Regions from separate parts of the Triticum aestivum genome. Here region 1 is linked to region 2. Evidence: chromatin contacts called from public Hi-C data. All regions are on one chromosome and are shown on one strand. Each heading gives the region's core, a stretch centred on a gene start, on an enhancer-like site or on the middle of the called end of the contact. The rest is flanking DNA. Distances are from core to core; before and after follow the strand shown.

Region 1 (5,478 bases), core at 2,933-5,432, 870 kb after region 2:
AATTTTGAGCCAGAAATGGGGCGGACCGGACGCCAAATGGACAAAAAATGGGAAAGGGGTCACGCGTTGGGCCGTGTTGTCCGTCCATTTGGGCCAAAACGGGCACGCCTGGACCAAATGGGGTCGTGCGTTGTAGTTGGCCTTAGGGCCCAGATTTATTGTCCGCTGGTGTAGACGCTCTACTTTTCCCTCTTCAACTTTGATGTCACAACGGGTAGCCGGCCCGGGAGCTTGTCTAGAGGCAGTCGTACTTCGTTGGTCGTGGCTCAACCCGACACTGTCCCTATCCCCACCACCACCACCTCCCATGACCGCCGAGGAGGAGGAGCTCGTGCATCGGGTTATGGAGGAGTCCGTCCACGACCACGACGAGGCCGAGTGGCAAGGACTAAGGTGATAATGGCTCTCTTCGCCGCGGGCGACGTCGCCATCCCACCGAAGCTGTAGGAGGCTATCGTCGTCAAGGAAAAGGAGGCTGTCGTCGAGACACACTTCGTGGCAGGTGAGGCACATGTGGTCCTGGACGAACATGATGTCGTGCACGGCGGAGTTCATCTCCTACTGCCCTCGTTGGTGGATGCCGGGGCGTGGTCACCGTCCTCGCCACGGAAAGAGGTCATGGAGGTACCTCCGGCCATGCAGCGACCACATGAGCCACCTGCCCATCTTTGGCCGCCATCGTTGTACATCGACCTCATCGAGGACGACAACGAGGACAACCACGGTGTTGGCGGCGTCAAGTTTTTTAAATACTTTTTGAAGTTTTAAGTTAAGTTTAATGTGTGGTCGGGATTTTGTTTAAACGGATTAAATATTTTAGAACTGTTTAATTAAGTTTATTTTTACATTTTAAGTGTGTGACCCTTTTTTTCATGACGAGCCAGACCAAATGCGATGCGGTCACACCTTGGATGGATCGACCGGTGAACGTGCCAAACCGAACACGGACGTCCGATTTTTCGCTTCAAACCAAAAAATTCGAATAAATCGGGCGTTCGTTTGGGGGATCAACAGTTGGTGTTGGCCTAAAAGCAAAGCCGCGAGGCCCACGCCGCCGCACGCACCAAACGCCGTACTCCCCCACCACCCATCCACTCCCCCTCTTTTAGGCCAACTCCACCGCGCGACCCCAAATGGACGTCCATTTTGTCCGGTTTTTGTCCCTTTGGGTAGGGATTTGGGATCGTGTCCGGGCCTGTCCTGGGATGCGGTGGCCGTGCGCCCAGCGTGCGGCCGCATCCTTTTGCCCCATCCTGTCTGCGTCTATTTAAAAAAAGGAACGTTTCAAATGCCAAGCCCCAGTTCACGACCCGAGTTCATCACGCCGGCAACAAAGCCAGCGGCCTACACGACCATCGCCGGCAACACAGCCAGCGGCCGGCAACACAACCAGCCTCCAAAATGAATAGTTGTCCTCGCCGGCAACACAGCCAGCGGCCGGCAACACAGCCGGCCTCCAAAATGAATGTTTTTTCGCCGGCACACTGCCAGCGGCCCAGCGGGCGGGCGGCACCCATGCCAGCCTCCAAAAAGAACGGCCACACCGATAGGACGACCTAGTTCAGGCCTTCGGCGTCGAGCATCTCCTTCTGCTTGGCCTCGAACCAGGCCCTCGTCTTGTCGCTCATCTTCGACAAGTCCACGCTCATGATCGCAAGGGCCACCTCCTTCGCTTTGGTGGCGGCATTGGTGGCCTCGATGTCGAGCTGCCTTTGCCTGGCCTTGACGTTGTCGGCCTCGATGTCGAGCTGCCTTTGCCGGGCGGCCTCTTCCATGTCGAGCTGCCTTTGCCGGGCCGCCTCCTCCATGTCTATCTTCCTCTTCTTGGCCGCCTCCTCCATCTCAAGCTTCTATGGTTGGAGGTCTAGGTATTGCTTCGTTTGATCGTCCTTGCTTTGCCGCTTCTTCTCATCCCTCACATCCTTATGTGACATCATGCCATGCAAAGTCTCATGCAAGGCCATGGATGAGGCGTCACGTATGTCGTCCACCTTTGAGTTGGTCTTGCCCCTCGGCCTCTTCAATGCCTCGCCATCCCCACCTCCGGCGAACTTGGCCGTCTTCTTGCCTCTCTTCCTTTGAAGTTCACGGTATTGATCCTTGAACTTAGGGCAATTGTTGATGATCTTCCAACAATGCGTAAGAGTGAATGGCTTGTCATTGTGCCGGGCCTTGAATGCCTCCAAAGATTGAAATGCCTACACCACATGATCAACAACAAGTGAACATGCAAACATATACACGGCCGAAGTCTCATGGCCGTAGCAAGGGCTAGAAAGAGAAGAGCATACCATGTCTCCAACGCCGAGACCACTCACGGGCCGTGCTTCAACGCTCTCAAATGCGGCACAATACTTGTTGCACTCTTATTGGATGAACAACCATCTTTTTTGAATCGATCCGATGCCACGGTTGCTTGTAATTTGGTAGGGCTCAAACATCTTCCTTTCATGGAATGTTTTGTGGACTCTCCTCCAAAAAACAATGCCCTTTTGTTGCGCGCCGGTCCTTGGATCTTGGCTAATCTCCATCCAACATTGGCAAATCAACTTGTCCTCATCTTGTGTATATGAACCGGTGTGAATGCTCTTCCGCTTCTTTTGTGCTTCCGCTCTTTGGGTGAGCTCGTCTATGAACAATGGAGCGCCACTAATATCAACATCATTGGCTTCATCTTCATCTTCACCTTCGACATAGATGTCATCGTCTTCATGCCACGAATCACCATGGTCGTAGTAAGCACGGTCGTCGGCCTCTTCATCGGGCACGTACTGGGCGCGGCCATCCTGACTTTGGGTCTCATCGGGGTCGTAGGCACGACCATGCCCACCCTAGAAGATCACGTCCTCCATGTACTGGTTGTAGAAGGGGTCGTCCACCGTCGGCGTTGAGGTTGGCATTTCGTCAAACAACACGCGGGGGGCCGGCATGGTGCCCGTGAACGGTGCACGCGCCTGCTTTCTTTGCATCTCGACGGAAGGCCGCCCGCCGCTGCTGGACCCAGGCGTCACATTGAGGTCGATGACGGCCGCGAGGCGTGGTGTGGACGGCGCGAACAAGCCCACGTCTGGCGACGCCGAGAAACGGGTTTGGTCGTCGTGCCTGGGTGGAGGAAAGCCGGGCGACATGGGCGCGTCGCGCGACGTCGGCGACTGGCAGTGCGTAGGTCGGGCGACCGACGAGCCTGTGCTCGCCGGGCCGACGGCCGCTGCATGGAACCCCGCCGGACGGCCCATGCCAAGCATGAGGATGGCGTGCGCTTTGTTGACGAGGTCCTCCTTCGCGTCGGCAGCGGCCTTGCGCCACGCGGCCTCCAGCTCCTCGCGCTGGGCGGCGAACTTGGCCGCGACGACATTCATCTTGACGGCCGCTCTCCGTTCCCTCCTCTTCGCCGATACCGCGTCCAACTTGGCGATCTCCTCCGGCGTGTACTCCGACCGCGGCTTCCTTGGCGCGTTCTTCTTCACCTTTGCGGTCGGGTCGACGGCCAGGCCGCCGGAACTCGGCGGGGCGTCGGCCATGGACGGGGAGAGAGGGGGGGCGGCGGGAGGGACGTGGGAGGGTTTGGAGGAAATGGCGCCAAATGGCCGTCGGGGGGTTTTTGGTTTCTCCCACCGACAGGCGGGCCAGGGGAGGACAAGCGCGCGCGTCCCGCCGTCCGCGCGCTGTCCGCTTCACCCCAAAACCGACGCAAGTTTGGGCCGGGGATGTGTCGAAAGCGGACACAAAGCGGACAAAAATTCGTTTGTTCCGCGCGCTAGGCCGCCTTTTTATTTCTTTTATCTCAAACGGACAGGGCCGGACAGGATAGGGTCGCGCGGTGGAGTTGACCTTATTATCGCCCGGGCCCCGCCGCCTTCACTAGCGGCGACGCGCCACACGCGTCCCGTTCCAGCCCGCCCGTGCTGTCCCCCGCCCCACGACACGCCTCCTCGCACGTGAACCCGCGCGCAAGCAAGTGCCCGTCGACACGTCCCGACGCCACCCACCGCGTATCCTCCCGGGCCATGCTCATTTGACTGACTGGTCCATGGGGACAGCGAGCCCACGCCCCCACCGGTCATCGTAACCTGATCGTACCATACCACTTTTATTCCTCGCGGCGAATAAACGACAAGGCGGGAAGCGGGGCAGGAGGATGGCGCAGGCATGCGAGATTCACTGACAGGCAGGTCCCGACGATCGCGGCCCCACCAGACATGGGCGCTGCACCGTCCGGCGCCGCATGCCCCAGGCGAGCTGGAGTCGTCCGTCTAGGACCGATGAAAGGCGAGCGGCGGGGCGGTCGTATTGGGTCGGCATGTCGTCACGCGAGCAGGCGGAGAGAGAAATGGAACGGAGGCGGTGGGTGCACAGCGCCAGGAACGGCACTGTACCGCGCAGCGACCAGCAGCAGCAGTAAGAAAAAGAGGAAGCGGCCCCGCCCGGCGATACGTCAAGTCGCGCGGCGGCTGTGCCGTGCTCCCCCAACCCACCCCAACCCCCCGAACCCCAACCCAAGGTGCGGCTACGGGCCCCTCCGTTCTACGCGGTGCGGCGCCGGTCTATAATAATACCAGTACACCCGGCGCCAGCCAAAGAATCCCACCCCACGTAGCGCTCCACATGCGTTGCGTTAGATAGACGGACCTGTCGTCCAAGAGAGCGAACCAGACACTGCCGCGCCGAGTAGACTCACTGTGCGCCTCCCCGTCCGATGGATCCGGTGCTGCGGGGAGCGGCGAGCCTCGGTGGCGGCCATGGCCAAGGTGGCGCGGGAGGAGGAGGAGGGGGAGGAGGAGGCGAGGCGCACTACAGGGGCGTGAGGAAGCGGCCGTGGGGGCGGTACGCGGCGGAGATCCGCGACCCGTGGAAGAAAACGCGGGTGTGGCTGGGCACCTTCGACACCCCCGTGGAGGCCGCCCTCGCCTACGACCGCGCCGCGCGAACCCTCCGCGGCGCCAAGGCCAAGACCAACTTCCCCGGCCACCACCACCACCGCCCGCCTCTGCAGCAGCAGCCTGTTCCGTTCGGCGGCGTCGACCTCAACTTCCCTTCGCCGTGGCACTTCGTCTACTTCTCGCCTCCTGCGGCCGCGCCGGCGCCCCGTCTCCCGCAGGAAGCGTCTCCGGCGGTCCCCGTCCCGCCGTCGACGGCGCTCGAGCTCGGCATGGCGCCCGGGCCTGCCGGCCTCCCGTTCGACCTCAACGAGCCGCCGTCGCTGCTGTTCGGGTCGTGATGCGATCGCGTAGCTGCGATCGGCCGTAGTGGACTTCTGTGACGGCGAGAGAGAGACGTGCTGACGGCCGCAAGGGGCCGGAGCCGACGGCACTGGTCCGGCTAGCTGTATATACCTATTTGTGGAAAGCTTGGCCTTTCTTCTCGGTCATTGCCCGTCTGTTTCGTTCATGCGTTTCTGCTTTCGGGTGAGCTGTCGGTAATGGTGGCGCTGGGTTAGTTGGGTTGGGTGTCTCTTTTACTACCGGAAGAGTGTTTTGC
Region 2 (5,453 bases), core at 996-3,495:
CCATCTGGCATGTTGGTATGCAGTATTCTCATGGGCTAAGGAACAATGCAAACATGAACAAGTTATATGAAGTACTGATAACATAACAACGATGGCATCTCTCAGTAATTCATAATTTTGGTCTATCCAACTCCATTGTTCACCTAACAACGGTGTCATCATATATTGATAGCATCCTTGTTACACTAACAATGCTCATGATCAGGAAAACAAGATCATCAATCAATATATAAGCTAGACTTAGAGGCTAGAATATGGATCACTTGGTGTTTATATTTTCATACATGTATTTGAGTTTTCCTCTGAATCTCATATTCATGAACCAATACCATTGTAGCATAGAAACATAAACTTAATAATGAACATGAAAATATAATGATACATTTATTATTGCCTCTAGGGTATATTTCTAACAAGACGGACAAACCTTGTTGTACAAGATAGCCGGATAGTCGTCATGCTCAGGCCCTACGGATCAACACATCAAAATAACAACCGCCGTCAATGAAGAGAAGCATTGATTAAAAGGATCAACCTTATAGACACACAAACGCAAACACAGACGAACGAAGACCAGATCCACTTGGATCCACCGAAGACAAACGTGGACCGAATCCCGTGAGATCCACTAGAAATAAAGCTCCACACGCCCTCCGACGACGCTAGAAGCACCGTCGTGAGGAGAATCTTATTTCTTCTTCAGAGAACCGCCGCCGCTTCACCTCTCTGAGCAGGACACAAATCCTATCAAAACTTAAAAAAGTATCTAAAAACAGAGCCCCCTCGCCGGCAAGGGCCGAGATCCACCGTGCCTCCATGGCCCTAGGCCACAGGAGACGTGACAGACTAGCGTCGGCGGGTGGCACAGGAACACCCCTCCCCCTATTACTACTATAATCTACTAGTATATACTCCCTCTATAAAGAAATTTAAGAGTGTTTAGATTACTAGTGATCTAAACACTCTTACATTTCTTTACTGATGGAGTATAATTTTTTTGGCGGGAGGGGGGGGGGGAATTTATTCCAAAATGATAGGGTTACAGTCAAGAGGCAAGAGTTCTTCTATACATGGGGGTCCTCTGTGTAGCCATACAACAGTGCTACACTCAGTACGACTATATGTCGTCAATCGATCTGCTACCCTATTTTGTTCCCTACTAAGTTTCTCAGGAACAAACTCCCGGCTTCCTATCAATGCTTGGATTTCCGCAACCGGATGACCATACGTTGAGCGAGCTAGGCCATCACCCTGTAAGCATGCTAAGGCCTCGAAAGAATCAGACTGCACAATAATTGGCAAGTTTGAATATTGCAAAGCAAGAGCCATGCCCTGCATGAGACCGTGGATCTCCGCCTCAAGAGCATCATTACAATTAAGCAAAAATCTGTATGCAGCAAAGATCACGCTCCCATCCCGCTTTCTGAGAATCATTCCCATTGCAGCCGTTCCATCATCAGAGAGAAAAGATCCATCCACTGAGAGGGCTACAAAACCAGCTGGGGGTAGCGGCCATGGCAGGGTCGGCTTGGGGAGCTTAACTGTCCTAGGCTTAGAAACCTCGATCGGTATCTTGCCCTTTAAAATTTCCTCTGTGGTGTATCGCTTGGCCTGGTCAATTGAGCTCATATAGCTCTCAAGATAATCACATGAAATTAAGATACACTTTTCTCCCTCCCATAATATAAAATGTTTTTATAAGTTATGCTAGCTTGAAAAACATATTATATTACGATGAGATGGAGGGAGTACGTAGTTGCTCTTTCATTCCACATTAAATATGTCACGTTAACTTTTTACCTATGAACCGATACAATTCTTTTACTTATTTTCGTCAAATTTTTTTAGTTTTTACCTGAACTATCAAAACGTCATATATTTAGGAACGAAGAAAGTACTTACGAAAACGATACAAATTTAACACGGAGGAAGTACTGCACTCCTACGCGCCAGGATGACCCTCAAGTCTCAGCTCAACTGCTCAGCCGTCCCCGTCAAACCCCGAACGAAAATACGGCGAGACCGGCACGCCCGCCAGGCCGCGTTCACGCTTACTACCGCTTACTACGCGGCAGCAGCGGGTGGGGAGACCAAGTGGGGAGCGGGGCGCACGACTTGGACCCGGCAGCGCGCGACGTCCCATCGACCTTGTCCCTATCCCGCCCCGCGGCTCCACCTCCACCTCCACTCCGCGCCGCGCGCTCCGCACCGCACCGCCCGCCGTCTACCACCACAGCACACCACCACCACCATCCCAAAAGCGAGAAAAGAAAAGGCAGGCAAGCAGACAGGCAGACAGACGGATACGTGCCGGCGTCGCCGGGCAATCCCCGTCCACGCCCCCCGCCTCCACCTGGCGCGGCGCCGCTCGCGCGCCAGGGGACCGCGCACCACCCGACGACCGATTCGCAGAGGCGGCACGTAGAAGACGCGCCCGGTCCCCGTCGGCCCGCCTTTTCTTTTTCGGCGGGTCGCCGTCGCGGGCTTCTTTTTTCCTCCCCCTGCCGCCTCTCCAGCGGCGCCTTCTTTTTCCACGGCGTCGACGCACGTTCCGACGCGTCGTCGGCCGGCTGTGCGGCTGAGCGGCGGGCCTGCCTCAGGTGCGTTAATTTATGGGCGCGGCGCCGTGTGCGAAGGTGCTGCGTGACGGTTTAATTAGCGTCCCGTCTGGGCGGGCCTAGTGCGTCGGGACTCGAGGGGAGGGGAGGCGCGGCCCACCGCCCGGTCCGGCTCCACCTCGGCGCCATGAATTCCTTCCTCAATAATTGCGTCTCCAAAGTGGGGCGCATCCTGGCTGCAGTGCCCGCACCAATTTGCTCCACGGACACGGCGTCGTACCATGCCGTGCGCTCGTGCGGCAACGTAGGCTGCAAGTGTTTTTTTTTTCCTTCTTTATAAAATTCGGTAGGCCGCAAGTGGACTGACGAATTCGGCGACTGAATTTTCTGATAGAGACGACTTGGATGCTGTGTCATCCGTATATTACCAACCACTTTCAACCTGTCATGTGTTTTAAGCACTTCTGAAGTATGTATACAAAGGAAATTGAAATGGATCGACATACTGCCATATTGTCACAAACCATCTAAGGATCTGGATCGGAATTGATGAGAATCGAAGCTAGGGTTTGGGAGAACGAAGAGTATATTCGAAATATATGTTTGTATCAGCTATAAAGTATCTTAGAATTCATCATAGGAATAGAATGGCTAGCTATTACAGACGGAGCACGCTGGCTTATAAAGCTCAGCTCGCAACAGACGGAAAGCAACAGTAACAGCACGGAGTGAAATGCTACAGTCACTAAAGTAACGGTTCATGCGAGCGAAGCGAGTCGTCAGATCTTCACGCTGCTTGTCATCATGGCTGTTCGTTAACTGAATCGAGAACATGCCTGACAATACTTCCTCCTGAAAGCGAACTTGTCCCCAAGGAGTATCAACGAGTGAACCATCCGTCCACTGTTTTCTTGAACAAGGATGGAAATGTTCTCTTGATGAAGTTAGCATCCTCCCACGAAGCGTCATCAGGAGGAAGATTTTCCCATTGCACGAGCCACTGAACCACCGGCAGATTGTTTCGAGGGATCTGTCGTGTTTCAAGCACCAGGCTGGGTTCAGTCTTGATACGGCCATCCGGACTGACCAAGGGAAGATGAGTGCAAGGAACCACTGTTGGACCCAGATGCTTCTTCAACTGGCTGACGTGAAAGACTGGGTGAATGCTGGCATTGTCCGGTAGGAGGAGTTTGTATGCCACCTTCCCACACGAGCAATAATTACACGAAAAGGTCCATAGAACTTGCTTTGGAGCTTGATATGAGAGCGGATGCCGAAAGCATTCAGTCGATATGGCTGCATCTTCAGATATACCATATCTCCTTCAGACAGCGTATGTTCGACTTGTTTTTTATCAGCATATTTTTTTCATGCGAGCTTGTGCACTGGCCAAATTGGCTTTGAGGTATTGCCACATTGAGTTGCGGTCTGTAACAAATTCAACCACTTCACTGGGAGAGCTAGACCTTGACTGTGGAATTTGTAAGTCAGGAGGTGGATAGCCGTATAACACTTGAAACGGAGTTTTCTTCAGAGAAGAGTGGAAGGAAGTGTTCTACCAATATTTTGCCATTGAGAGGTGGAGTGCCCATTTCTTGGGTTTAGTTGAGATCATGCACCTCAAGTAATTCTCAATGCATTGATTCACCCGTTCTATTTGAGCGTCGGATTGTGGATGGTAAGCAGAACTGTAACGTAGCTCAATTCCCATAGCAGAAAATATGTCTTGCCATAGCTTGCTAGTGAAGATTTTATCCATCTCAGACACAATTGCCAGGGGAGGGCCATGTAACTTCAACACATTGTCTATGAAAGCTTTGGCCACTGTTTGTGCAGTGAAGGGGTGAGCTAGGGGAATGAAGTGAGCAAATTTGGAGAGCCTGTCCACTACAACAAAGATAACATCATATCCTTGAGACTTGGGGAGTCCTTCAACAAAGTTCATACTGATGTGAGACCATACCATGTCAGGTAGGTGGAGAGGATCCAAGAAACCAGGATAGGGGCAGTTTTCCCCCTTGTTTTTCTGACATACCGGGCATAATTGCACAAATTTGTCCATGTCTCTTTTCATGCCAGGCCAGTAGAAGACTTGTTTCAGTCTTTGATAGGATGCCTTCATGCCTGAGTGACCACCAACAACACAACAGTGGAGTGTTTGCATAAGTTTGTTCCTGAGAGCAGTGTCATTTCCAACATAAATTTTCCCATTGTGCCTAATAATGCCATCTTGGAGAGCATTTTTGTGAACAATATGTGTAGGTGTGAGAAGGAGTTGTTCCATTAGTTTTTGACAGTGAACATCTTTGTAGGATTGTTCTACTTCAGAAATCCATTTGGGAGTTGCAAGGGAGATTTCCATGCAAGAGTGTTCCCTGGACAGAGCATCAACTACCACATTTTATTTTCCCTTCTTGTATTCTAGCTGAAAGTTGAATTCCAGAAGTTTCAACATGAGTTTGTGCTGAATACTTGCATATATTTTCTAATCGGTCATAAATTGCAAACTTTTGTGATCTGTTCTAATGACAAGATCATTTCCCAAGAAGTAATGTCTCCATCTTTTCAAAGCTCCAATGATTGCTAAAGCTTCATTTTCATAAGTTGACAAGGCTGCATTTCTAGGGCAAAGTGATGAGCTATAGTAAGCAATAGGCCTGCCCTGTTGCATCATAACTGCTCCTAATCCAGTGCAGAAGCATCAGTTTCAAGGACAAAGGGTGCAGAAAAATCTGGCAGGGACAGAATTGGTGCAGAGATGAGGGCTTGTTTGAGTTGCTGGAAAGCGGAGTATTGGGGAGAATTCCAGCAGAAACTGTCCTTTTTGAGGATATCATGTAATGGCATGGCAATTGCTTCAAAGTTCTTAACGAACCTCCTATAATAACCACATAG

What was found. Hi-C and Micro-C count contacts between places; a contact is called where the count stands out from the background.
Region 1: a contact with region 2 is called in a Hi-C map of leaf, with 5 times the contacts expected there. The contact joins two enhancer-like sites. A contact is called at or near these places in 3 of 5 Hi-C or Micro-C datasets (all in leaf).

The regions. Positions count from the first base shown.
Region 1 is chr3A:574,241,774-574,247,251 of IWGSC CS RefSeq v2.1, forward strand. No RefSeq gene overlaps it. Among protein-coding and RNA genes, the nearest start is that of LOC123062301, 140 kb to the right of the region's middle. Within about 2 kb of position 4,183, at least 8 of the 8 cell types and tissues checked have an H3K27ac peak or open chromatin away from gene starts, as enhancers often do. A contact at or near this core is called in leaf, where this site is marked.
Region 2 is chr3A:573,377,101-573,382,553 of IWGSC CS RefSeq v2.1, forward strand. No RefSeq gene overlaps it. Among protein-coding and RNA genes, the nearest start is that of LOC123062300, 150 kb to the right of the region's middle. Within about 2 kb of position 2,246, at least 8 of the 8 cell types and tissues checked have an H3K27ac peak or open chromatin away from gene starts, as enhancers often do. A contact at or near this core is called in leaf, where this site is marked.